Linked DNA regions of Mus musculus: all the other regions are linked to region 3. A link is a contact called in public HiChIP or PLAC-seq and promoter capture Hi-C data. All regions are on one chromosome and are shown on one strand. Each heading gives the region's core, a stretch centred on a gene start, on an enhancer-like site or on the middle of the called end of the contact. The rest is flanking DNA. Distances are from core to core; before and after follow the strand shown.

Region 1 (3,629 bases), core at 933-3,432, 470 kb before region 3:
GGTGTTGCAGTCAGTCATCTCTGCTAGTGTAGTGTGAAAATAGCCATAGACTGCACCAATACAAAGGACATGGCTGAATTCCAATGGAACTTTATTTACAAAACACACAGTGGGACCAATCTGGCCTGCAGATCCCTGACCGATCTGTTGTTGTTGCTTTTTTAACTTATAAGAGCTCTAGATATAATGGAAAAATCGGTTGAATGTGACCAGACTCTCAATAGCAACAGCCTGATGTTTCCATATCTGACACAATTATATTCTGTTTGTTTACTTGATAAGCTCACATCAGAGTACAATACCTGGTACAGTTACATATATGCATCACCGTTTTCAAATTCAAGTTTAATAACACAACTGTTACTATGAGTTCTAATTTTGCATTCAACTTCTCAACTTTTTTTTTTTTTTTTTTTTTTTTTTTTTTTTTTTTTTTTTGCTTTGGCCATCCTAGAACTCAGTACTCAGTATGTAGATTAGGTTGGCCTAGCATATGATTAATTTCATGTGAACTCTAAACTCTGACCTCAAAGTCTAGTCCCCGCCCCCGCCTCCTCCCCCTTCCTGGATCTTCACTCTCCATTTCTCAGCCCCCCCCCTTTTCTGGCCATTTGCAATGATCTGCACCCCAATCCTTAGCCTCTGGTTAAAGACTATTTAAATTCAAAAAGAGTCTTTTCACAATAAAAAAAATCAGTCTTTTCTTGGCTTCTTTCAATAAATAACTTTTTCCCACGGGCTCGGGAGAAGTCTAGGCAAGAGTGTACACAACTCTTGCAGAGGACCTGACCTCACTTCCTAGGACATACCACCTGTAACTTCACTGCCACCAGATCTGGCGCCCTCTCCTGGTCTTCACGAGCACCTGCACTTACATGTCCATTCCTCCACCCCATACACATAATTAAAAATAAAACAAGGAGCCCGAGAGTTGGCTCAGCAGTTAAGAACCCTGGCTTCTTTCCCAATGGACCCAGCTTTCATTCCTAGCACTCACATGGGACTCACGTCTGTCTGTAACTCTAGTCCTGGGGGATCTGATGCTCTTTTCCGGCCTCCTTGGGCACTGGTTCACAGATATGCGCTCTGAGCAAAACACCCACGCAGGTTTTTTTGTTTGTTTGTTTTTTTTTTTAAGCAACCCTTTTCCCAAACTTTGATACACTTTAAGATTCTTTCCTTACTGTGTTAGCAAAAATTCAGTTACAGGCTAGAGAGATGCCTCCGTGGTTAAGAGCATGGGCTGTTCCTCCGAAGGACCAGGGTTCAATCTCAGCATCCATATGGCAGGGCAAAATACTAATGCACATAAAGTAAATTACTTAAAAAAAAATCAATCACAGATCTTGTGTGTCTTTGCACTGACCGGCTCACCAGAATATTTTTTTGCAGTTCTCCAGGGATCACTTCTTATCGGTAATATTTGTCCATCTCTACAGACAGTGTTGGCTCAGATACAGAAAACGCTGGCTTTCAATTAAAGCAGCACAGAGCAACGAAGACTCAAGAGTTAATGCCAGGAGCGCTTAAACCTTTATTTACTCTGTAATCGTTCCGCACCGCATCCTTTCAACGGTAAAGCTTTCAGGCACTACATTCGTTTTAAAAAATCAATTTTCCCCCTAAAATTTAACTCCTTGCCTTTTCGCTACACGCCAAACACGACCCCCAATCACAGCATTTCTCTCTCAATATTTACCACGACAGTCACAAATAAAGTGTGAGCACCACAAGAAGGCCCCTCCAGAATTAAAAAGGTTTCTCCCTTAATGTCCTACTTCCCTTCTATCCTGGTCTTAAACCTTTGAGTTCTTACTTTGGGAAAGACCCTTATTCATACTCCTACCGAGTTAGGCTCATTTGGTCTCTGGAGGAGCTTTATCTGAGCTCTTACACCCATGCCAGTTCCTGAGGCTCAGGAATGAGGCCCAGATCTGCCACCATCCTGGGGCGGGTGGTGCCTGGCCACACTCTTGCCGCTATTCCCACTGCCTCTCAGGCGCTACCAGGTCAGCGTCTCACTGTCCCTGAGGCATCAAATCATGGTTGCTCAAGGTCTCACCATTGAAGCCGATCACAGCCTGAAGCTCCAGTTCTGCTACATCCAGCTCGGGTAAAACTTGTTCTTCCATCCTGGAGAGTTTCAGCTCATTGATTCTTCAACTCCAGGGTGCAGCGTCTCCTGGTCGTCATGGTAACTGGCGCACGCATGCGTGCTAGGTTCATGCAGGAGCAGAAACCCAGCCCACTGTGTTTGAGTTGATTTCCCCTCTTGCAAATGTTGGGAGGACTTCCTTAGTATGTATTTTATCCATTCTGGAAATGTAGGTGGTAGGTTGACGCTAAGTGCACAAGGTAAATTTCCTCCTCTCCCGTGTACAGGTCTGTGACTTTTTAAAAACTATACAATTAAGCCCCTCGTGATGATTATTAAAAATAATTGAACACAGAATAATTGAGCACAGAGAATTGCCTATGATGAATAGGTTGCTATAAAAAACATGGCATTGATACTTCTTTTTAAAAGAAAAATTTAAAAAAATCACTAAAAACGTTTTAGTACAGTATGCAACTATTTTTATGTATGTATGTATGTATGTATGTATTCATGCATGTATGGTACATATGTTGCCTGTATGTATATTTCCTGCCTCAGCCATCCAAGTGCTGGAATTCCAGGCTTGAGTTATCACACCCAGCTTGTCTTGCTGTTTTGAATTAAGAAGAAAAATACAGAGAGCCGGGGTTGACGCGTTTCCATTCCCTGGGAAAATGTTTTGATTCTGCTCAACAATTTAACTATTTTTCTTGCGTCCAGCAATTCATGTGAATTAACAAAAATAGATTCTTGCTACCCACTCCCTTAGGGGTGCGCTCTGGGTAGCGGGGACGTCGTTCTGAGGTCAATTAAAACAGGTTTCACTTTGCAAACTCTGGGCTCGGGTCGCGCACTCTCCGAACTGCGGGGAATGAGCCGCACGGGCCGCCGTAGTCAGCTGCTACGAGCAGGAAGTGTCCCAGCTGCGGGCGGAGACTGCACCATGGCCCCGGACCCCTGGTGAGTTGCCGGTGATGGCAGCAGAGTATGGGGATTAACTTGGGGGTGGAACTGGCTTCCAGGGACTGGCAGAGACCCTGCCCATCTTTGAGCTTGAGGCTGGCGGCCTTAGGGATGAAGATCAGCGAGAATCCTCCCCCTGTTGAGGGGACTCAGCCACGTACTGCCTACTCGGTGCTAACTCTGTGGTCCTAGGGTAGGCTATGACCTGGGGGAGCTGGGACTTGAGCAATCGAATATTTGCCCCCCTTTTCTGGGGCTTCTTGCCCATCATGCTTGTGGCTGACTGCATGCATAGACTTCCCCAGGCTCCTGTAAAAGTGAGGTCAAAATAACCTTTTGGTGGGGTATCCCTTCACCCAGTAATCCCCAGAAAGGTTATAAACTGAAGTTCACACTCCATGGTCACCAGTTAGTAGCTAGTTGGGCACGGGTGCTATGGGCTTTTCACAGAAAACTTGTAGGACATTGGGAGGGGAAATTTTGCACTTTTCCTGCATCAGTAGCATGAAGACTTATGTCAGCACGAAGTAGGAAGTGCCTGATAAGGTCCATTTATTCAGCAAAGAGA
Region 2 (3,404 bases), core at 860-3,359, 380 kb after region 3:
AGCAGGAGCGAGACGAGCTGGCTGATGAGATCGCCAACAGCGCCTCTGGAAAGTGAGTCTTCCTCGACAGCAGGCAAATGGGAGGGGTGGCGTGGAAGCGCTAGCATTCGGCCTACCCTGTGCACAGGCTAGGCACAGTCACCTGACATCGCAGAGTAAGTGGGCTTGCTCATCTCTTCAGGTCTAAAAGGATGACAAGAAGTCTGGGCATCCTCAGCCACTGCCTGTCACACATAGGGCCACACACTCATATGCCCATGCACACACATGCGTGTACACCTGTGGCGGTAGGTGCCACTGGCCTTACAGAGTGCACATCCACAGACTGCCTGAAAGCCTTTGGAACAAGAGATAGAACTCTTAGTTCCTCCAGCACCATGGCTGCCTAGATGCTGCCATAGTGCCCTCCATAATGATAATAGACTGAACGTGTAAGCAAGCCTCAATTAAATATTGTCTTTTATAAGAGTTGCGGTGTTCATGGTGTCTCTTCATAACAATGAAACCTTAACTAAAACACCATAACATGTATGCCAATATTGCATCCTTGAGTATACCTTGATGTACTGGCCATTACCATAGCTCATGGGGCCCACAGATGGATAAGACTGTTGATAACTTTCCTCCTCTCAGGATCCTAAATTAGCCCCTTCTGTTACTATGAATGTTTTCCAGCAAGGAAAAAGCTTCCTTGTCAGTACCAATTTGATTTCTCCATGTTGTCATGTATAGGGTTTACCATAAAGTTACTATAGGAAATGTAAAGTGGCAATCAATAGTTGTTTTTGTTTGGATAGTTGCCAAGACACCACTGACCAAACCTGGCACCTGAGGGCCTCCCTTTCAGACTTGGCTTGGCTAGTAGCTTCCTTACAATCTTCCTTGGAGTTTCTTGGTTTTGTTTTTGTTTGGGGGTTTGTTTGTTTGTTTGTTTTTTTCTTTTTTCTTTTTTTTTTTTTTGGTTTTTCGAGACAGGGTTTCTCTGTATAGCCCTGGCTGTCCTGGAACTCACTCTGTAGACCAGGGTGGCCTCGAACTCAGAAATCCGCCTGCCTCTGCCTCCCAAGTGCTGGGATTAAAGGCGTGCGCCACCACGCCCGGCTTGGTTTGTTTGTTTTTAATGATTTCTTTTGACCAATTAAGTTGCTTTCTCCTTGGGAGTGCTAGGACATTAGAGTTCATCCAAGATCTTGGCCAAATTCTAGAGGCAGAGTTAAGCAGCAGAGAGGTCACCACAGTGGTTCAGAGGACAGTGCAGGACCAGGAAGGCAGATTTGGGAAGGAAAGAGAACTGTCTGAGGGTGGGGCTTACCCACAGATCAGGGATAAATGCAGGGACTAATCGGGAGTCACACTCACAGTTCTCATCCTATGCTCTGTGCTCGGCCCCTTCCTCGAGCTTAGGTCTGCGCTGTTGGATGAGAAGCGGCGCCTGGAAGCGCGGATCGCACAGCTGGAAGAGGAGCTGGAGGAGGAGCAGAGCAACATGGAGCTGCTCAATGACCGCTTCCGCAAGACCACGCTGCAGGTGCCATGCGGCCGGCCCTGGGGGCAGCAGCATTGCCCCTGCACAGGTTATCTGACCTCCCTCCTCTTGTAGGTGGACACACTGAACACAGAGCTGGCAGCAGAGCGCAGCGCTGCCCAGAAGAGTGACAATGCCCGCCAGCAGCTGGAGCGACAAAACAAGGAGCTGAAGGCCAAGCTGCAGGAGCTGGAGGGGGCAGTCAAGTCCAAGTTCAAGGCTACCATCTCAGCCCTGGAAGCCAAGATTGGGCAGCTGGAGGAGCAGCTTGAGCAGGAAGCCAAGTAAGATGTTGTGGGCCATCTCATGACCCAGAAGTAGCCTCGCCCATAGGAACACCCAGTGCAAGGGAATGTGGGAATGCAGGGTGTGTGACCTGCACAGGAGCTAGAAGGTTCTGAGAGCAGTGAGAGCCGTGCCTAAGGAGGGGCTGGGGCTCTGCCTGGCCCTGCTGGAAGTCCTCATGCTGCCCCATGACTTCCTAGCACCAGCATCTTTATGGATTCACTGCAGACTTCTGATGGTTGCACCCTGTGAGGTGCTCATTTGCAGTATTTCTCAAAAGCATTCTCCCCCAGGCAGTTTCCATCACACCAAATGAATCAAAGCACTGCATGGGATGGAATGAGCAGGCGGCTGCAGCAGGTGGTAGCACTCCTACCCACCTCGTTGGGGAGGATGGGACCGGAAATGCAGCCCCGGTGCTACATCCCTAGCCCTCCCCCCACTCGGCCTGAAGTGTCTCCAGCAAGGCACGGCAATGAAGCTTTCACTAGCAAGGTTTAAGTCGCCTTACCTGACTCCACCAGACCCAGATCCAGCTAGGAAGGAACAGTTCCTGTCTGCAGGGACTCTCCGTGTTCATCTCCTCTAACCAGGCGCAGTCCCAGGCCAGAGAGTGGTGGTTATTTCACTGTTCCCCAGTGGGTAGGGTTTGCTGCTTCCATTGGCTGTAAACTCTTCATCTGAGACAGTCACTCCATAGACTAGGTGTTTGTTATGTGATAACCATGTCTGTTCCCTATGACTGGCATGTGTATGTGGCATATGTCACTCACTGTGTGCACAGAAACAAGGCAGTGCTGCCACTGAGGACACGGAAAGGCAGTCCCTGCGTCAGGCTTCTGGGAGGTCTGAAGGCCGTTCCAGTAGGTGTCATTTTCTAAAGAAAAACAACTCCAAAAATACTTCCCCGCTTAAAATATAATTAATTTCAAGTTTTAAAACTACTTTGGTCACTTTGTCAGGGAGCGAGCAGCTGCCAACAAACTAGTCCGTCGAACAGAGAAGAAACTGAAAGAAATCTTCATGCAGGTTGAAGACGAGCGTCGGCATGCGGATCAGTATAAGGAGCAGGTAGGAAAAGCCAGGCGGGTGAAGGTCACCACTCCAGGAGTGTTTAAGCAGGCAATCAGAGTTAAGGACACTCTTGGAAACTCTTAATTACGGCATTTCAACCCAGGCAGCAGCCTGTGTTCCCCCAGTTCCAATGGGGAGAGCGAGTCAGTGACACTTTGAGGTGTGAGCCCTGGGCTGAGTTTTAAAGTTACATTCAGCTTCCTCCACTCCACCGTGTCGCAGGCAAAGAGGCTTCTTCCAGTCCCCTCCTGTGCCTGGATTAATAGTTCTTGGGTACGGTGAGCATCGGGGACTGGTCAGAGGGAATTTGGGAAATGGTAAACAGCAGCAGAAAGCAGGGATTGTGAAGGGCGTCTGCCCTCATGCACAAACCCTAATCCCAGAGGCTCGGTATTGAAGGGCTCGCTCCAACACTCCTGGGATCCCAGTAGAGCATCGGGATCAAGACCACCTCAGGGCCTTCGCTTCCCTACTTGCCAGGCAAGTGACAACTGCACCCAATGAGGCAGTAGCCAGTCCC
Region 3 (3,255 bases), core at 540-3,039:
CCACAGGTTTTCCACTCAAGAGAGAAGTCCAGGCTACCATTTTGAATGGGATGGACAGATGGACCAAAGTGCTCTGGGAAAAGAGAAGCCAACTCATGCAAACATGCAAGGCTTCCAATGCTAAAGAGAAGATGAAGAAAAAGAAGCCAGAAACAGAGGTCTGAAGTGAAGGGTCTCCAGGGACCAGGGGAGTTTCCTCAGAAAGGTAGCAACAGTAAGCCACATGCTGGATCTGGCCTTTAGGGCTTTCCTGGTGACCTTTTTCTAGAACATAGTGGACTAAATGTAAGATGAGGAAGTCAAAACAGGGCAGGCTGCTCTCTGAAAACATCAGACAACGAAGGGAAGCAGGGGGATTACAAATAGCCTTGTTTGTAAGAGGAAACAACAGAGCTGTACAGTGGTGGGAATGTAACCAGGTGGCACCACCGAGTGACAGAGGCACCCATGGGTCTTTCCAGCTGCACTGGGGACACTGCTTCTAGTGGCTGTCACTTTAATTTCTGTCCAGAAGATGCCAGGTGCTCTTGAGGTCTGGTGGTTGGCCCTGCAGGGACAACAACACACCCCAGTGTTGAAGGGAGGAAAATTTCAAACTCAACATCTGCGCCACAGCTGCTAGTAAGAAAGAGGGTGTGCCATTGGAGGGCAGCATCGCTGGGTTTCTGAGGTCCTGAGCTTCCCGGGGTTTTAGCTTTATTCTGCCTTCAGTTTTGGGAATAGCAAGAATGCAGAAGAAGTCAAACATTCCACAACTTCTCTAGCACATTCCTGGACTGTGAAATGCGCTCTTCTCTATCTTCTCCTTCAGGCACCTACTGCCAATCTTGTCTGCTTCTTTACAGTGAAGCCTGCTTCCTCCATCCCTCTCCTCCAAATGTCAACATGTTTGTGAATAAAGTAGAGACTGGGGAGAGAGTTGTATGGACCACATTGCCCACGGCCGGGCTCCTCACCTGTAAACAGGTAGTTGGGATGGAGATCACTGTGGCTAGACCTATGGTGGGCATTGAGCCCCTTCCCACCTAGTTCCAACTTCTGCGCCCGCCCAAAGGGTACTTTCTGTTTCTGTCTATTTAGGGAAGTTGCTTTTTCTTGGTATTTAGGGAGTCAGGAAAAGAAAAACCATTGGGTTTTTACATTAGCTTTCAGGTAGGGTTGTGGCTTTTGAGCAACAATAACGTATGACCTTGTGGTCGGTTCTAGATCTACTACTGGGAAGGTGGAACCCAGCTGAAGTGATGAGAGATTCTGGTACCGTGTAGAGGTGGTGGGTTGTGAGATCAGAGGTTGCAGAAGCAGTGCTGGAAGTTTGGATTGGTTGGAAGTTTCTAGGAAGATTCCTGTAGACGGAATAGAGGAATCAGGGTGCTTACTCCTCAGCACATCAGGGGTGCAGGCCTTTTAAGGGTTAAGAGCACCCGAAAAATAGAAGTAGTAGGAGGAAGTGGGGCGCTGGGTCGCATTGCGAGAAGGAAGCAGCTCATCGGAGCTTCCTCTTTCTCCTCCTTCCCCGAAGCCCCCACCCACCCCTCCTGCACAGACAAAACGCTCTTCCGCCCCACGGAACCTCACCTTACTTTTGGGGAGCTGTGTTACTCAGTACTGGTACACAAGCCGAAGCGGATGGGGTCCTAGCGCAGGGCAACTGCTTTGAGTCCTAAACTCTAGGGCTGGATGTACCGGCTTGACACAATCGAGCCACCAGAGGGCGAGAGAGCCCGGCTGGGCGGCTAGCCCTGGTCATACCCCGCCCCCAAAGCCCCGCCCCAAAGGCCCCGCCTCCCCTAGGGTTGTAGAGACCCGGCAGATGCTGGGACTTGCTGCCCGGTTCCAGCCGCTGAGCGGTGGTCGGGGGCCTCACCCCAACTGCTGAGAGTCGCCGCAGGAGAGGGGCTCGGCGCCCGGCGCCCAGCGGGGACTGCAGGTGTGTAGCTGGACAGCCAGGGGGTGCTGAGGACGCGTATAAGAGCTCGAAGCACAGCCAGAGCAGGTTGGGACCATTCTGGAGTAGTGTGCTCCAACTGCAGCCGGTAGGCTGGACAGTTGGCGACCTTCTAGTTCTATAGTTAAGGTCCACCTAGGGGACCGGGGCCCACAAACCCATGGGACAAACCCAGAGGCAGAAGGGGCGTCCCAGGACTGTTCATCAAGATTGAAGTAGCTATGCGGCCAAGTGTGTGTGTGTGTGTGTGCAGCCTCCTGCTGGGTTACAAGCCACCGTGTGCTCTGGAGTGAAGGAACCTGCCTGTCTCTGGCTCTGAACTCTCTGGAGGAACGTGGACAACAGGAGTTGTTTGGCATCAGGACCGGGGCGTTATCCTCCACCGAGCCTCAGGCTGCCCAAAGTTAGTGACTCTCAGACGCGGCTGCGGGCTGGGAATTGCGCGCCCAGCACAGTGTTTACACGCCGGAGACACGCGAGTATGAGTGTGTGAATGTATACACGTGTGTGCATGGTAGGACTGGCATGATGGCCCATCCTAGGGTGGTAGTAGTAAATATGCAAGAAGTTCAGGACAGTAGGAGGAAGGAGGCTGTTCAGAGGGAAAAGGAAGGCGAGATGAAAGCAGCAGGATGTGGTATGAAGTGAGTTAAGCCTCCTGTCGAGAGGAGGGGTGGCTTTTGGCAACAGGAGGTCTAAAAGCAGGCCAACTCACCTGAAGGCCTTTTCTGAATGGCGGTCCACTTTGCTTTCCTTGCCTGGTAAGGCCCGGTTCCCAGAGCAGAGCTATGCTCCTGTAATGCCTGTCGAGTCTTTGGAACCCAGTTGTACAGTACAGCTTTCCAAGGTGAAACACATTTTAAATAGGGTTCTTAAGCCTTGATGGGGGAGTTTGCTTGGTAAGGTGTAAGACGGAATAGAGACCTGAAGTCCAGCCAGGTTCTGGCATATGACATCTCCTTATTTGTAAAACTGGCTGTGTATGTCTGAGCTGCAGTGTCAGGTCAGAAATGAAAGAACACAACGCAATGAGAGCTTCGTGGGCAACCCTCCACTGTGATTGTTACAAGCTCTTACAAGCACATAGAATCTGTATGTTTAAAGAGACTCATTCCCACCGAGGGGCTGAACTGTGCGCTACGTAAACGTGTGTGTGTGTGTGTGTGTGTGTGTGTGTGTGTATGTGTGTGTGTGTAGCCTGGTGTTTGAGCCTTTGGTCCAAATGAGCAGCAACGAATATTACCTATAAGGATATATCCTCAATTTGGAGATGTACATGTGGTTCACATTTTATTTCCATATATCAGTTA
Region 4 (3,537 bases), core at 712-3,211, 430 kb before region 3:
TCCGCCCGTGTGTGCCTGCACACATGCCTCCAGGCTCCTGTCTCTAACCTCTCTTTCTTCACACAGATGTGTGTTTTTCACTCTTCACTGTGTGTGTGATCCTTTTTTGTTAGGAGCATGCCTTGGAGAGTGTTAAGCAAAGTTTAAGCTTGCTCTTGAACATTCCGAAGCTGACTCTGAGCGTGGCCGAGCAGCTGTCTGAGGCGTCTGGGCTGTGTACGCACTTCTGAGGCCAGTTATTGCTTGGTGGGTTCTCTGTAGTTGTTACTCTGGATTGGCATTTTTCTCTAATGGTCGAGTTGACTTCTGAATGAAGGCCAGTTATAAGGAGACCTTATCTATGTGGATGCTCGATCAAGCAATGAAACCGAAGACCTTGAACTTTGAAGGACTATTAGTTATTGCAGCTCTAGGTCATCGATCAAGTCGTTGATGTATCTGTTATTTCCAGGGGGGATATAAGAAAGCATTCTGTTGGGAAGTGATTGGAAGCAGCAGCCTGGGCTTTCCAAAGGCTTTCCAGGTTAAGCAGCAGCAACAAAATGCACAATGGTAAAAAATGTGAAGTTGGCCTTTATTATATTGTTGAAAATAACTGAGCGGGGCATGTTGCTTAGTGTCAGGGTTCCTGCTGATTGCTCACTAGGTATTAACCCTTTATCTGCCCTGCAGCAATGTTTATTAACATAATGTGAAATTGGAGCTGGTGAGGTGGCTCAGAGATTGAGAGCACTGGCTGCTCTTTCAAAGAATCTGGGTTCAACTCTAAGCACCCACATGGCAGCTCACAACTGTTTGTAACTACAGTTCAAGAAGATATGATGTCCTCTTCTGACCTCTATAGGCACTAGGCTCACAGTTTACAGATATACATGTAGGCAACACACACACACACACACACACACACACACACACACACATGAAATATGTGGGCATAAACCTAATAAAAACTTCACACGGAATACCATGAAACATCATGTAGAGGAACCAAGGAAAACCCAGCGATTGGAACGCCCAGCGTGGTTAAGATGTCTGCTTCCTTTAGACGGGGTTGTAGATCCAGAACTAACCCACTTACAGTTCCCTTATGAATTTTGGCTTCTGTGTGGTCAGTTGATAATCTGGCTTCTACCACAGTTTCTATGACCGACAGTGTGAAGAGCCAAGCAGTACCAAGGCAGCATTGACAAGAAGACACAGCAGTGCAGCAGCTGGGCTAAGGCTGCATTGTGGTGTTGCACAAGGAGAGGCAAGTGAACCAGGAGACAGAATAGGGTGTTTAGGACCAGTCCCACACTCATGTCGTCACCCGACTGGTCACAGAGGTGGCATAACAGGTGTAGCATTAGATCAACTGATGTCCACACAGGGAAGAAAGGAGTCTCGAAGCCTCCGTTTCCACCGATCCAAAGGGACCTGTGGACCTAAACATGAAAGGTCACATGAACATTTAGTAGAAATCCCAAGGTCTTCACAATTGTGGTACAGGCAAAGATTTTTTAGGCCATCCAAGTCACTAAACACAAAGGAAATAAACACATGAAGAAATGGACTCCATCAAAATCTGTCTTCCAAAGACTACAAACAGTAAAGACAAACTAGAGTGGAGATCAGTATGTTCTGGGTATTCATCTGATATGGAAAATATTTCAACCATAAATAAAGAGCCTGAAGGCAGACGACATTAGAAAGACAACAGCAGAGGATTTAACCCTGGACTTCACAAAGGAGATGGTGTGTGATGATTGTATACAAAGGTGTTGGCTTTAGTCAGTTATCAGAAAAGTCAGACTGTAACCAGGATGCTACACCGCCATACCTACCAGAGCAGCTCGGCTACCTTGCCGGGCAAACCGGATGTTTCTGGGATTTGCTGGAATTCTCATATACTACTGGTGAGATTGCATAAGTACAGTCTCTTTAGAAGCTGCACACCCACTCAAATGGAACTGTTCCACAGACTCAGAAAGAATGTTTATAGCAGGGCTGTTCTTAAAAGTTCCCGTTGGAAAGAGCCCAGGGAACTCTGTAGACTAATAGTATATTCAGACATTGATATTACACAGCCAATACAGATGAACAGTCTACAGGTGCACAGCACACTGTGGATGGCTCGCACAAACATGCTGAGTGACATAAGCCAGACACTGGAGTTACACATGTATGCTGCCATTCCTATAGAGGTGAAATTTATAGTGTTATGAATCATGAAAGTAAGTGGTTCCTTTTGGAAGAGGAAGTGAACAGAATGGAACAGCCGGGCTTCTGGGCCAGAGAGACTGCTCATCGAGTAAGAGCGCTTGCCATGCAAGCCTGATGACCCAAGACTGATCCTCAGAACCCAGGTAAAAAGCCAGATGTGGTCTTGCACATCTGTAATCTCAAGGCTCAAGTCCAGCGGGACGGGAGGTGGGGATGGGAGAATCTCCTGGAGGCTTGCAGGCCTCTGAGAAGTGAGAGATCCTGCTCTAACAAGATGGAGGGAGAACTGACTGCTGGGCGCTGTGCTCCGATCCACATGCAGGTCAGTGTGTACTGCCCCACATACTCTCACTCAGTCCTTAGAGGATTTGGATGCGACTGGTTTTGCCCTGGTAGCCGCTAACTGAGGATCTTCACTGCAGTATCTTTGACTTGTGTACTGTGCCCTTTCATTTTACATGTTCTGCTTGAATTAAATGTGTGTATAAACACACACACACACAGATTCATGTATATACCCTTAACTCACATGTAAGCAGAAAAGCTGTGTCCTGAGCAGACCACAAGGTGGGGACATAAGTCAGCAGAAGAGAAAACACCCAACTTCTTGGCCAGGTTTTGACTCATGGGCGCTTTCCTTCCCTGAGAGCAAGGAGAGAACGTGGAAATTAATTGTGCTTTTTCCTAAATGCTAGGAAAGAATTCCTGCTGCCGTTCAGTTCTCTCTTTAGCCTTTCCCCTGTCTGTGGATTGCAGACCTGTCTGTCTCTTTCATGTCTCCCTTCATGGGCTCCAGACTCTCCCCAGCCTGGTCTGCTTGCTGCTGCTGCTGCTTCTTCTTCTTCTTCTTCTTCTTCTTCTTCTTCTTCTTCTTCTTCTTCTTCTTCTCCTTCTCCTTCTCCTTCTCCTTCTCCTTCTCCTTCTCCTTCTCCTTCTCCTTCTCCTTCTCCTTCTCCTTCTCCTTCTCCTTCTCCTTCTCCTTCTCCTTCTCCTTCTCCTTCTCCTTCTCCTTCTCCTCCTCCTCCTCCTCCTCCTCCTCCTCCTCCTCCTCCTCCTCCTCCTCCTCCTCCTCCTCCTCTCTCTCTCCCCCCCCCTTTCTTTTCCTTTCCTTTTAAAAAACTTAGGTATTTTTTTCATCCATTGTTTTTCCCCTTGGGAAAATTGGCACACACCCACTTTTTCTACTCCTCCTTTTCCCACTCATTTTCCTTTCTTCCTTTTCTCCGTGTTCCTCTTTGACCTCTTTCCAAAGTCTCAAGTAGCCCAGGTTGGTCTTAACAACCACAGATAACCATGAATCCCTCACCCACCTGCCTCTTCCTCCCAAGCCCTGGG
Region 5 (3,655 bases), core at 372-2,871, 400 kb before region 3:
TGAATGAGGCTGGGCTTCCTATGCCTGTGAGCAGATGGAAGCCGGCCTTCCAGATAAGTCCAGAAGTTAGGAAATGGCAGGTTTATGGGAATACTAATTTCTTCCGTCCCCTCCCAAGAATGGGATACTCAGACCACCCACCTTGGTCCACAACATTTTTAACATGCATACCTAAGTTTGTATTTTTTTTTCTTTTTCTTTCAAATAAGTATCTCTGGATAAATCAAGTTTAGACATTTTCAGCTTCACTTCAGAGTCCTCATTTTTCATACTGTTTTCAACAGAAGCCCCACTTTATCTGGGCCAGCATTTTATGTGGATTTATCGTCATCCATGCCTCTTCTAATTGGTGTGTGTGTGTGTGTGTCTGTCTGTCTGTCTGTCTGTCTGTCTGTGTCTACCATCACTGTGTTGGGGGGGTGCTATGATTTTCACCATTAAAAAGCTTTAATGTTTATGGTTGCTTTTTTTCCACGGAAGTGTGGTTTTTTTTTTTTTGCTTGTGAGATCTTTTGAAAACCTTTGAATGGTACTAACTTATTTTTCTTCTCTTCCTTGTATCCTTCCTGCTTTTTCTTGGCAAGTTTTGGGTTGTTCATCTCAGAGTTTTTCTTTCATGCTGTTGTGGGCTGAATTATGCCTTGCCCCATTCACATGTCGGTGTTCTGACAGCCTACCCCTAAGAATGTAACTGTATTTGGAAAGAGCTTTTTAAAGGGGTAATTAAGTTAGAATGAGGTCAGTCGGCTGGGCCCTAATCCAGTGTGACTAGTGTCCTTTGTAAGGTGAAGAAACTGGAACAAGACACATATGGAGGGGGACCCTGGGAAGACACGAGGGAGACACACCATAGAGGGCCTTAGAAGCCAGTCTTGTGATGACAACTTGATCTCTGGCTGCAGTCTCTGGTCTCCTGAGAAAGGAAGGTTGTTTTAGGCATGCAGTTTGTAATGAGCTCAATCTCTGCTGCTATGATTTTCCTTACATCTCTACTAATGTTTTTTTAAAATATTTGTTTGTTTATTTATTTATTATATGTAAGTACACTGTAGCTGTCCTCAGACACTCCAGAAGAGAGAGTCAGATCTCGTTATGGATGGTTGTGAGCCACCATGTGGTTGCTGGGATTTGAACTCCTGACCTTCGGAAGAACAGTCGGGTGCTCTTACCTGCTGAGCCATCTCACCAGCCCTCTGCTAATGTTTTATCAGCACTTTAGGTTTATGAATGGAGGACCATGTTGACACATATAGCCAGCTTTTTAAATGGTGGCAGATCGGGTTACCCAGAGGGCTTCTTTCTTGCCTGGGACAATGTGCCATGAATCTACAAGTACTTAGGTTCTACCCGGGCATGCTTCTCATGGGCTAAGTAAGAAGAACACGCAAGCAGAGTCAGGGCCCTAGAAGTGATGGCATTAGAACGTTAACCTAGGGGGAAAATGCTGGGAACTTTCACCTAGGGTGACATGGCTTCTTCATTGACCTCTTATTACCCTGTAGCTAGCTCAGAGCCTCTGACTCATTTCCTTGCCTGAACACCAGCTCCCAAGGGCCTTCCATTCACAGCAGTCCTTCCTCTCCAGAGAGAGCTGGCCAAGGGTTGCAGCTGGGGGTAAACCCTGGAGGCTGCAGCCCACACAGGGCAGGGCTCAGGGTAGTTGGGCCCAGCTGCTCCATAGAGAACTCTGCACACAGGCCTGATTCCTGCCTCACAGTCACTCTCTGTGTAGAACATTCTGTGGCTGCCAGTAGCCATTGACTCCAAGCCTGGCGGGTCTCCAGTGCTCTCTAGTTGGGAAGAAAGAGCTTCTCTCTATAGCTATGTGTGTGTGTGTGTGTGTGTGTGTGTGTGTGTATGTGTGTGTGTGTGTGTGTGTGTGTGTGCGCGCGCACGCGTGCATGTTTGTTTCAAGTTGGAGTTTCCCTCCGTTGTGGTTTGTCCATACAGCCCAGGTCTCGTCTTTGAACAAGTGAGTCTTCTGAAGGACTTGTTCATTGATAGCTCTCCTCTGTGTCTCTGTGTCTGCCATTCTTAGAGAAAAAGGATCATCTCTGCAGCGTGGTTGTGCTCTCTGGAAGGAAGGAGGCAACACGCTGAACTCTACTGTCTACAACTCAAAGGCATGTTTTTATGAATTAACAGGAGCTATATAAAGTATTTTACCAAAGTGGCTGGGTCTCTGGAAGCTTTGCTAGAACAGATGTTTCATTTGGAGTCCGTGGAAGTTGTTTGCTTGGCTTCCTATGAGTGGCACCCCACCTTATCACCTGCTACCTTCATGGCTGAATTTCCCTAAAGTAATACAATTAGGGAGATGAGGAAAGGTAATCCTGTTCCTTGTATTCGTAGTTTTAGGTACTTGAGGGTGGACAGTCTTTGTCTATAGACAGAGGCTTGTTAACAGAGTAGGAACGAATGGGGGAACAGGAAAGACAGTCTGTCATTCTAACTACTGTCTGACTCTCCCTGGGCATCCAGCAGTTCCTGATGCTCCACAGGTCTATAGACTCAGTGTCCCCAGACCATCCCAGTGTAGATACAGCTATTAAGTCCTAGATGTCCCTAGGCACTTCTATCTGCTTGGCTACAAATTCCCGTGACTCTTCTTCTGAATTGGGTACTTTATGAGAACATTCACAGAGCTCAGGAAGGTGCCGTGCTTATAGGGTTTTATTGTAGTAGTTGCCACTCTGGAAGAGCCAAGTAGTGTAGTGAATGTGGCAAGGTGTCGGGGAGGAGGTGCAGAGTCTCCATGCCCTTTCCACGTGTGCCGTGCTCAGAGCACATCCATGTGTTCCCTGCCCTCAAAGCTGTCAGGACCTTGCTGGTGGGTTTTCGTGGAGGCTTCAGTACTTGATTGATCATTGGCCATGGTACAACCAGCCTCCTTCGCCACCACTGAAGGTGAGCTTGGGCCTGAAACTTTCAGTGCTCTAATCATGCATAGAGCTAGTCCTCCTCTCAAATTACTTAAAGGTCTCCTAGGAATCATCTCCTTGCCACAAATCTAAAAGCATTTCTTAAAGATAACAAAAACTACTCTTATCAGGGAATTCCAAGGTTTTTGATGTTCTTGCTAAGAACTAGGGGGTAAAGATGAGAAATATACTTTTATTATTATTATTATTACAGCACAGCTAGGAGCCAGTGTCTGTGAGTCTGCTGAGTATGCAGAAATGATTGCTTGGCATGGGTGTGGTACTTGTCACATGGCTTTGCTGCTGCTAGCTTTAGTTTTGATGATGAGCTGAGACCATTGAGCCACAAGGACTTTGCCTTTTCTAGACTATGCCTTCTTCATTTCTTTCTGGGCCCATAGTTGGTTTATGTCTTGGGACAGCTCGGGTAGGTGACTCATCGGCCTTCCTTTCCCATGGGCTTCCCCACAGTTCCTACTTGATCTCTGAAAAGGAGGAGGCAGCCACAGTCCCTCCTACTGTAGCAGCTGAACCAAAGAATGCACCTCAGCACAGCACAGCACAGCACAGCACAGCACAGCACAGCACAGCAAGCAGAAAGGATCCAGTAGCATCACAGATGCAAAGAGTAGGTCTCCCTGAGCTCCGCTCCTGCCGCTCTGCACAGTGGTTTTCTTCCTCAGTGCCTTTGTAGGAAGAAGGGAGGGCTAAAGCTGAGTTGGAGCCTCCCCAAG
Region 6 (3,299 bases), core at 267-2,766, 470 kb after region 3:
GAAGTCATAGGTCCTGTGTCCCTTTGCACCTTCCTGTCACTGCTCCGTACCTCAGTTATCCACTCTGTAAACTGAGGACAGTACACCTGCATCAGCCTAAAGACGTTAGTGATGTGAAAGGGTATAGAAGAGTGTGTCCTGCCTAGTGTTCCGTAAGCTCCCTGTATCTTAAGACAGTATGTGCCTCCTGTTAGCATGACGGCTATATTATCTACAGAAACCGATGCCTCCGAACCCATTTGCAGAGAATCGGATCCCCTTGACCTACCTCCATCAGATCTGGAACCGAGAACTCTCAGGAGGGGGTTGAGGTCATAGTTTTAAAGGGTACACCTGTCTGCGATGAGAGTGTCCCCCCACCCCGTGTCTCTTTCTTTTCTTTCTTCCTTTCTTTCTTTCTTTCTTTCTTTCTCTCTCTCTCTCTTTCTCTCTTTCTCTCTTTCTTTCTCTCTCTCTCTCTCTTTCTCTCTTTCTCTCTTTCTCTCTTTCTTTCTTTCTTTCTTTCTTTCTTCCGTTCTTTCTTTCTTCCGTTCTTTTTCTCTTTTCATGTTTTCAGTTTTTCGAGACAGGGTTTCTCTGTGTAGCCTTGGCTGTCCTGGAACTCACTCTGTAGACCAGGCTGGCCTCGAACTCAGATATCCGCCTGCCTCGCCTCCCAAGTACTGAGATTAAAGGCAGGCGCCACCAATGCCGGCTTTTCCTTTTTTTTTTTTTTAAATTGGATATTTTCTTTATTTACATTTCAAATGTTTTCCCCTTTCCAGGTCTCCCCTTCGGAACTCCCCTATCCCATCCCCTCTGTCCTTACCTCCCCCACCCATCCACCCACTCCCGTCTTCCCGCCCTGGCATTCCCCTACACTGGGGCATGGAACACCCTCAGGCCCAAGGGCCGCCCCTCTCACTAATGTCCAACAAGGTCATCCTCTGCCCCGTTTGTGACCGGAGCCTGTAATCTTTTGTTGGTGGTCCAGTCCCCGGGAGCTCCGGGGGATCTGGCCTCGGGTCTGTTTGTTTAAGTGTGATTTGAACCGGCAACTTGGCATCATCAGGGGGCCAAGACCTATTTCCGTCCAGGTGAGGGATGGTCTCAATTTCGCAGAAGGACCCAGAGTAGTCTACCCAGATGTGGGGGCGGCCGGCTGGGGCTAATTATAAGAACTAACTCCTATGGGTCAAGTCACCGAGGTAACCGTCTGGCCAAGGTCCCAGAGCCACTCGGCGCCTAAAAGTAGGTCTTGCGCTTCGCCCGGAGCCCAGGAATGAAAGGGTGAGGTCCCCCAGGTCCTCTCACGCCGGCCTACCGTCCCTAAGCAACCCTCTTCATCCCAGGAGCACTGCCTTCCCCAGAGGACTAAGCCTACCACGCACACCTCCGAGGGATGACGTCAGGACCCCTCGCAGTCCCCCTCCGAGCCGCTAGATGTCGCTAAACTCCCATTCCTAGTTTCTTCTTTTCTCCCAACCTCCTCTCCCCTTTCGCTCCGAGACTCTCGCGAGATCTCGCGGCAACTTACAGAACCGGAAGTCGCGTGTAGTTCTCTTTCCTTTTGCGGCCATCGGTGGATCGCAGCCGGTGAGTTCTCGGCGGGTTGTCGCTGGTAATCCGCAGCCATCCGCGGCGAGGCGAGGAGGCTTTTCTGTCCCGAGGCCCCGAGACGGCCTTGCTGGCCCGGCATCAGCCAGGGAGCCGAACTGGGGCGGGCTCGGTCCGTGTCTTTCCTAGCCAGGGCCCGCGGGGCTGGAGAGGGTTAAGGGGACCAGGTTCGTGGACTCGAAGGCCGGCGGGGCCCATGGAGATGGAGTTAAATAATCATAAGCCCCGGGTCAGCCGTGCGGTTGCCCTCTCGCCAGTTGGGAGGGCTTGGAGATCCGCCCTTGCTTCCATGCTCAAGTGGGGGGCAAAATGCAGAGCACCAGAAGCGGTAAATGAGAAGGTAAAGACCGACGCTGTGTAGGACCCTCCCGGGATGCTGAAGTTGGAAAGTCAAGTTTAAAAGTAGGATAGGTGTTACTAATGGCAGAGTCTTCATCTTGTTTTCAGTCTTTAAAGACGAAAAAACCCTCAGATGGGAAGGTCTGGAGTAACCGAGCATGATACCTTCCAGTGAACGTTGTGTGCTTTCAGAGTGGAGTTGATGCTGTTTAGGGAACTGGTTGAGACTTGAAACGTTAAAGGGTCTTCTGGTTTTTGTTTTTGTTTTTTTTGTTTGTTTTTAAGCCAAAATGAAGTTCAATCCCTTCGTGACTTCTGACCGAAGCAAGAACCGCAAACGGCATTTCAATGCGCCCTCTCACATTCGGAGGAAGATCATGTCTTCCCCTCTTTCCAAAGAGCTGAGACAGAAGTATAACGTTCGGTCTATGCCCATTCGGAAGGATGACGAAGTTCAGGTATGTGTCCTTGCTTGGCGAGGCGAAGCTGAATGGAATTTTACGATTATTTGGGGGGCGCGGGGGGGGGTGAGAAAACCTGCATTTGATGTATGAAAGGGTTGCTTTGCATCAAAAGAACTGGAAAGCAGTGTGCTTTTTGGTCCTGCCTCAGCGGTTTGCTAATGTCTTTGTGTGGGGTTCTATTAGCTCTATTGGGGAGAGATTATCTGTAGCTGTAATTTATAGCTAGTGATTGGTAAGTTCTGGAAGTCTTTAAAAGAACGCAGGGTGGGTTTCTTTGTGTAGGTAGCCCTTGGCTGACCTGGAAAAGAGATAAGATAGAGCCCTAGGATAAAGGGTGTGCACTTCGAGACTGGCACATCTTAACACTTTTTAAGAATACTTAATAAAATGAAACACTTCTTTGGGAGGATCGACATGGGTTGAAAACAGCTATAGGATGGCAACAGTCTTGATTTGTCTGTTATTTAGAAAGCCTTTCTTTGCTATAGGTGATTGGCCTGGTTTGTTTCCAGTCTGTGAAGATGAAAAGGTTGGGGATTTAGCTCACTGTTCACATAGTGCTTACCTTGTATATACAGGTCCTGGATTTGAGTCCCAGTAACCCCATTCCCACCCCAAAAAGGGGACGTGTGGGTCTGCTGGAGGTGCACAGTGTATGAATGATTCGGCAGTTCTGGTTCTCTGGGTTACACTCTAGCCCTTGCTCAGTTTTTTTTTCACTTGCACTCAGGTTGTTCGCGGACACTACAAAGGCCAGCAGATTGGCAAGGTGGTCCAAGTGTACAGGAAGAAGTACGTCATCTACATCGAACGAGTCCAGCGAGAGAAGGCTAATGGCACAACCGTCCATGTGGGCATCCACCCCAGCAAGGTGGGTGTTTTTGAAGGAGGAAACCACTA
Region 7 (3,742 bases), core at 624-3,123, 510 kb before region 3:
TACAGGTCCACAGTGAAGATAAAGGCCTGCAGTGGGACACCTGGCTTTTTTCCTTTTTATCTGGGTTCTGGAAACATATCCTCAAGGCTTGTATGACAAGTGATTTGTCAAGCAATGAGTCACTGCCCAAAAGACCTTGCTCTTGACCACTATACTACACTGATGATCATATCTGAACAGCAAATGTGGCCCAAAAGTGATAATAAAGACATCTGTGTGACTACTGTGCTCCTTCAGGGTCAGAGGTCAGAGAGGAAGGCAGTTGTTAGCATCCTTGCAGATAACGGGACAAAGACTGCTTTCTCAGGCTGAAACTTAAGAACCATGTATGTTTGCAGAATGAACACCGACAGTCATATTCACCCTCAATAACAATCACTAGTCCGTGGGGGTGCTTCAGCTTTCTGCCCAGAGCTGCGGTTTTGCAGCAGGATGCAAACCCTATGCATCAATTATCTGGAACACTTTCATCATCCGACTGGGACTCCACATTTGTACTTTAACGCCTTCTCATGACCCCGAAGCATTCCCAGCAAGGGGACTGTAATCTTACAGATAACAAATGCCACTTCCTGCTCACATACTGTCAGGACTTAGTATGAATTAAATTAAAGGATACCATTCTACTATAGCACTCTTAACGACTCCCTCTCCCTACTTTTGAGAATACCTGACCCACGGGTTCTCAGCACCCACTGGACTTAAATAATCCAAAGCCACTGCGTCCAAGGTCATACACGATCTGAAGACCTTCACCTGCCTTCAAAACGCTTCACTTTCAGGCCTCTGCCCTTTCTACTTATTGATCACTCTACCTGGATTATTCCTAGATCCGTTCCTTCTCGGCTTTCTGTTCCTCACGCTTCTATCTCCTCCTTCCCAAAGCTTGGCCTTCAAGGACCTGCTTCCCATGCTGCATCCTTCTAGATCCTAAGCTCTAACTCACCCTGGCCGGCAAGTCCCACTCCAACAACTGCTTTTAACCACAAAACTGCTGGACACACTTAAGGCTGCCAGCTTTCTCCACCCCAGCCCAAAATACCAGGAAGAAACTAATTTCTAAAGAAAGCATTTGCAAATGATAATGTAACATGTCACCTCGAAACAAAGGCGGTAACCCAAGGCTGGGCTGGTTAAGTAGTGTCTACCGAAGACCTACCCCCTACTCCCCGCCCAAGAACCAGGCTTGGCTGATGGTTCACACGCTTTTCAAGAGCCGAAACCAGAAGGGTCGGAGGAGTCTGCGGGCGGCTGGCGCTGCCTACCTTGAACTCTGCGGAAAGTTGGGGCGTGTATTCGCGCGTCCAGAGCGCGCGCACCAGCGCCGCCAGCTGCTCGGTGACCTCGGCGCGGCCCGGCGCCGCCCGGTAGCGCCCCAGCGCTAGGAACTCGGCCAGCAGGTCGGTGTTGCTGAGACACTGCACCACCGCGTTCATGAAACAGGTGTTGCCATGGTTCTTCAAGCCCTGAGCGCCGGGCGGACGCGCCCCGTCACCCGAAGATATCTGGGGTTGGGATCCCGGAGGACGATCTGGCCCTGGACTCCCGGCAGAGGCTGGTGCCGGGCCCGGGGCGCAGGCAAAGCCCCCTTCTCCATCGCCATCGTAGGGACTGGGCTGGGCCGGGGGCCGGGGCGGCGAGTCCCCCGAGCGGGAGCGGCTGCCCAGAGCTAGCAGGAAGCGGTTAAGCAGGCGGCGAAGGGAACGGCGGCGGCGGGGCCGGGGCGCGGGCGGCCCCTCTCCCAGTGCGTTCCCCACGCCCGGATCCATGCTGGCCACGCACGGTGGTCCGGGAGCGCAGCCCCCGAGACCCCAGGCGGGCCGGCAGCTTCCCGGTCCTCACCGCCTCCCGGAGGCGCCGGGCGCCGGCTACCTGAGAGCCAGGTGTGCGGACACCGGGCGAGGGCGGAGCCAGGGGCGGGGCCGCCACGCCACGCCCCACGCGGGAATCCGGCCCTAGGGCAGCGCCCGCCGCCGGGCTCCCGCCCCCGCGGCTGGAGCTGGGAATGCACTCCCTCTGAGCCCGCCTAGTGGACTTCCCCGCCCTTCCTTCCCGCCTTGGAACAGGCCTTTCACCTCGGCTCGCCTTCCCCGCCCATCCCTAAACAGCGTAGCTAACCCGGGGATGGAACCTTCTGAAGCGCCCAGCGAAGCAAAGCCCTGGCTCTGGCTAAGTTTCTGGTCGTGGAAGCCAGATGAAGACTAAGAAAATTGACCGGCGAGCGGTGCCCCTGTTCGTGCCCAGGTGTCCCGAGAGGCGCGCGCTGGCAGCTGTGCAGGTGGGGAGCCCAGGCTCAGGTGCATGCGGTCAGGTGGCGCCACCTCCTTTGCAGCCTTTGCCTACACCGGTCACCCCAGGACCTGAACTGGGAGTGGGAATGCTAGTGGGTTGGGAGTTTGTTTTCTTTTTCTTGCTGTTTTGTTTTGTTTTTTTAAATAACACAATAGGTTACATTCATTTTCCTTAAACTTGGGAGACTTGAACGTCCTGGTTTTCATTGGTGAAGGGAGCTCAGCGAGGTTGAGGCTGTGAAAAGAGAGGAACCGGAATTCGACCCTCCCTGGGTGCACTGCAGAGTTCAGGCTCTTTACAACCCCAGTATTTGCTTGGCAGGAAGTTTTCCGGTTCTCAGGCGCGCCCCCTACTCGGTTGCTGCTTCGCTCCTCCACGCTAAAGCCTGGCTGTATCCTTACCCAATCAGAATTAGTTTGGCCTCGCCCCGCCCTTAATTCCCTGGGTAACCCTGGAGGCCTCTGCTCCTTTTATGCCTTAACTGTCAGGTTTATAATTAATCAGGCAAGGTCTTGCAAAATGAATTTCTCATCAGTTTGTAGCTCAAAAAGAGATCAGCAGCTTTCTGGAGTCAGACTTACATCAGAACCCAAAAATGTGACTTGCTATTTAATAATAAGTGCTCATCATTTATTAAGTATCCCTCCTCGATCTTCACATAGAATTGCAGCAGTTACCTGGTGCCAAAAAGTTGCATAAGTTAAGGATAAAGAAGAAACTGTAATGTGGAGACTTGAAGTGTAAAAAGCCACCATTTACCTTCCTGGGAAAGACATCCACCTAGTTGATAAATTTATAAGGTTCATTTCATGACCCGGATGTACTGAAGGTGCCGTGGTCATAGCAGACTCTGATAAATCATCTCCGGTATTTCACCTTTGAGATCATGTCAAGATCCCCAGCAGGGAGTTTTCATTTGGTAACAGTTTCGGGAGCGGCTGTTGCTTTTGTTTTGCTAGGAGGTTGTTGGTAAGAAGGAGGGAGTCCATCACACTTATGTTGCTCAGGTTTGTCTGGAACTCTCATTCTCAACCTTAGCCTCCTGAGTGCTGGAATCCTGGGTGTGTGTCTCACGACTCACAATAAATGTCTGAGCAGAAATCTATTCTTACTTGGCAAAGTCGAAAACTGGAGCTAGAGTTGGTTTATGAGCTTGCTGTAAAGGCTAATTTTTGATTGTCGATTCGATCAAATTAAGAATCACCTGATGACCCTGTCTCGAAAAACCAAAAAATCCAAAAAAAAAAAAAAAAAAAAAAAGAATCACCTGGTTGGGGGTGGGGGAACTGGAGCGATGGCTCAGCAGTTAGGTTAAACTGCTCTTCCAGAGGTCCAGAGTTCAAGTCCCAGCAACCACATGGTGGCTCACAACCATCTATAAAGGGATCTGATGCCCCCTTCTGGAGAACAGGTGAACATATGATAGTGCACTCATACATTTGCATATATA

The links. Promoter capture Hi-C pulls out the DNA fragments that hold promoters and counts their contacts. HiChIP or PLAC-seq counts read pairs in DNA pulled down with a chosen protein or histone mark.
Region 1: a contact with region 3 is called in a promoter capture Hi-C map of pre-B cells, with 15 times the contacts expected there. The contact joins the promoter of Cfap52 here to the promoter of Pik3r5 in region 3. A contact is called at or near these places in 25 of 39 promoter capture datasets (3T3-L1-derived adipocytes, the C10 cell line, the HPC-7 cell line and 15 more), 1 of 484 Hi-C or Micro-C datasets (embryonic stem cells), 16 of 115 datasets of contacts at active chromatin or transcription factors (the 230-238 cell line, bone marrow-derived dendritic cells, double positive thymocytes and 12 more) and 4 of 9 other capture datasets (adipose tissue, embryonic stem cells, liver and 1 more).
Region 2: a promoter capture Hi-C map of embryonic stem cells shows a contact between it and region 3, with 2.6 times the contacts expected there. The contact joins the enhancer-like site here to the promoter of Pik3r5 in region 3. A contact is called at or near these places in 8 of 39 promoter capture datasets (the 3T3-L1 cell line, 3T3-L1-derived adipocytes, the C10 cell line and 4 more), 3 of 15 datasets of contacts at CTCF or cohesin (the NIH/3T3 cell line, large pre-B cells and pro-B cells), 5 of 484 Hi-C or Micro-C datasets (adipose-derived mesenchymal stem cells, embryonic fibroblasts, myocytes and 2 more) and 3 of 115 datasets of contacts at active chromatin or transcription factors (bone marrow-derived dendritic cells, pro-B cells and vascular smooth muscle cells).
Region 4: a contact with region 3 is called in an H3K27ac HiChIP or PLAC-seq map of double positive thymocytes, with 11 times the contacts expected there. The contact joins the enhancer-like site here to the promoter of Pik3r5 in region 3. A contact is called at or near these places in 5 of 39 promoter capture datasets (the 3T3-L1 cell line, the SN4741 cell line, embryonic stem cells and 1 more), 2 of 15 datasets of contacts at CTCF or cohesin (embryonic stem cells and stem cell-derived epiblast-like cells), 1 of 484 Hi-C or Micro-C datasets (embryonic stem cells), 9 of 115 datasets of contacts at active chromatin or transcription factors (the 230-238 cell line, double positive thymocytes, embryonic basal ganglia and 5 more) and 1 of 9 other capture datasets (macrophages).
Region 5: a contact with region 3 is called in an H3K4me3 HiChIP or PLAC-seq map of stem cell-derived neural progenitor cells, with 15 read pairs. The contact joins the enhancer-like site here to the promoter of Pik3r5 in region 3. A contact is called at or near these places in 6 of 39 promoter capture datasets (the C10 cell line, the SN4741 cell line and embryonic stem cells) and 3 of 115 datasets of contacts at active chromatin or transcription factors (double positive thymocytes, embryonic basal ganglia and stem cell-derived neural progenitor cells).
Region 6: a promoter capture Hi-C map of hippocampal neurons shows a contact between it and region 3, with 5 times the contacts expected there. The contact joins the promoter of Rpl26 here to the promoter of Pik3r5 in region 3. A contact is called at or near these places in 12 of 39 promoter capture datasets (the 3T3-L1 cell line, the C10 cell line, cranial neural crest and 8 more) and 1 of 115 datasets of contacts at active chromatin or transcription factors (memory CD8 T cells).
Region 7: a contact with region 3 is called in an HNF4G HiChIP or PLAC-seq map of pancreatic cancer cells. The contact joins the promoter of Usp43 here to the promoter of Pik3r5 in region 3. A contact is called at or near these places in 19 of 39 promoter capture datasets (the 3T3-L1 cell line, 3T3-L1-derived adipocytes, the C10 cell line and 13 more), 12 of 115 datasets of contacts at active chromatin or transcription factors (embryonic basal ganglia, embryonic forebrain, embryonic limb bud and 5 more) and 1 of 9 other capture datasets (embryonic stem cells).

What each region holds. Positions count from the first base shown.
Region 1 is chr11:67,963,460-67,967,088 of GRCm38.p6, forward strand. Cfap52 (cilia and flagella associated protein 52) reads right to left here and starts at 2,183. Exons shown (of 14, transcript NM_027963.2): 1 at 2,063-2,183. The coding sequence starts at 2,132. Stx8 (syntaxin 8) reads left to right here and starts at 2,999. Exons shown (of 8, transcript NM_018768.3): 1 at 2,999-3,058. The coding sequence starts at 3,042.
Region 2 is chr11:68,810,197-68,813,600 of GRCm38.p6, forward strand. It overlaps Myh10 (myosin, heavy polypeptide 10, non-muscle), which reads left to right. Exons shown (of 41, transcript NM_175260.2): 36 at 1-52; 37 at 1,405-1,528; 38 at 1,601-1,809; 39 at 2,773-2,881. Among named protein-coding and RNA genes, the nearest start is that of Ndel1, 41 kb to the right of the region's middle. Within about 2 kb of position 2,110, at least 10 of the 459 cell types and tissues checked have an H3K27ac peak or open chromatin away from gene starts, as enhancers often do. A contact at or near this core is called in embryonic stem cells, where this site is marked.
Region 3 is chr11:68,430,336-68,433,590 of GRCm38.p6, forward strand. It overlaps Pik3r5 (phosphoinositide-3-kinase regulatory subunit 5), which reads left to right and starts at 1,790. Exons shown (of 19, transcript NM_177320.2): 1 at 1,790-1,927. It overlaps Gm32046 (a long non-coding RNA gene), which reads right to left and starts at 1,750. Exons shown (of 2, transcript XR_388771.3): 1 at 1,576-1,750; 2 at 353-1,343.
Region 4 is chr11:67,997,055-68,000,591 of GRCm38.p6, forward strand. The region is part of intron 4 of Stx8 (syntaxin 8); the gene reads left to right. Among named protein-coding and RNA genes, the nearest start is that of Stx8, 32 kb to the left of the region's middle. Within about 2 kb of position 1,962, at least 4 of the 459 cell types and tissues checked have an H3K27ac peak or open chromatin away from gene starts, as enhancers often do.
Region 5 is chr11:68,029,305-68,032,959 of GRCm38.p6, forward strand. The region is part of intron 6 of Stx8 (syntaxin 8); the gene reads left to right. Among named protein-coding and RNA genes, the nearest start is that of Stx8, 65 kb to the left of the region's middle. Within about 2 kb of position 1,622, at least 106 of the 459 cell types and tissues checked have an H3K27ac peak or open chromatin away from gene starts, as enhancers often do. A contact at or near this core is called in the SN4741 cell line and stem cell-derived neural progenitor cells, where this site is marked.
Region 6 is chr11:68,900,050-68,903,348 of GRCm38.p6, forward strand. It overlaps Rpl26 (ribosomal protein L26), which reads left to right and starts at 1,517. Exons shown (of 4, transcript NM_009080.2): 1 at 1,517-1,575; 2 at 2,221-2,393; 3 at 3,130-3,270. The coding sequence starts at 2,226.
Region 7 is chr11:67,920,280-67,924,021 of GRCm38.p6, forward strand. Usp43 (ubiquitin specific peptidase 43) reads right to left here and starts at 1,874. Exons shown (of 15, transcript NM_173754.4): 1 at 1,266-1,874. The coding sequence starts at 1,769.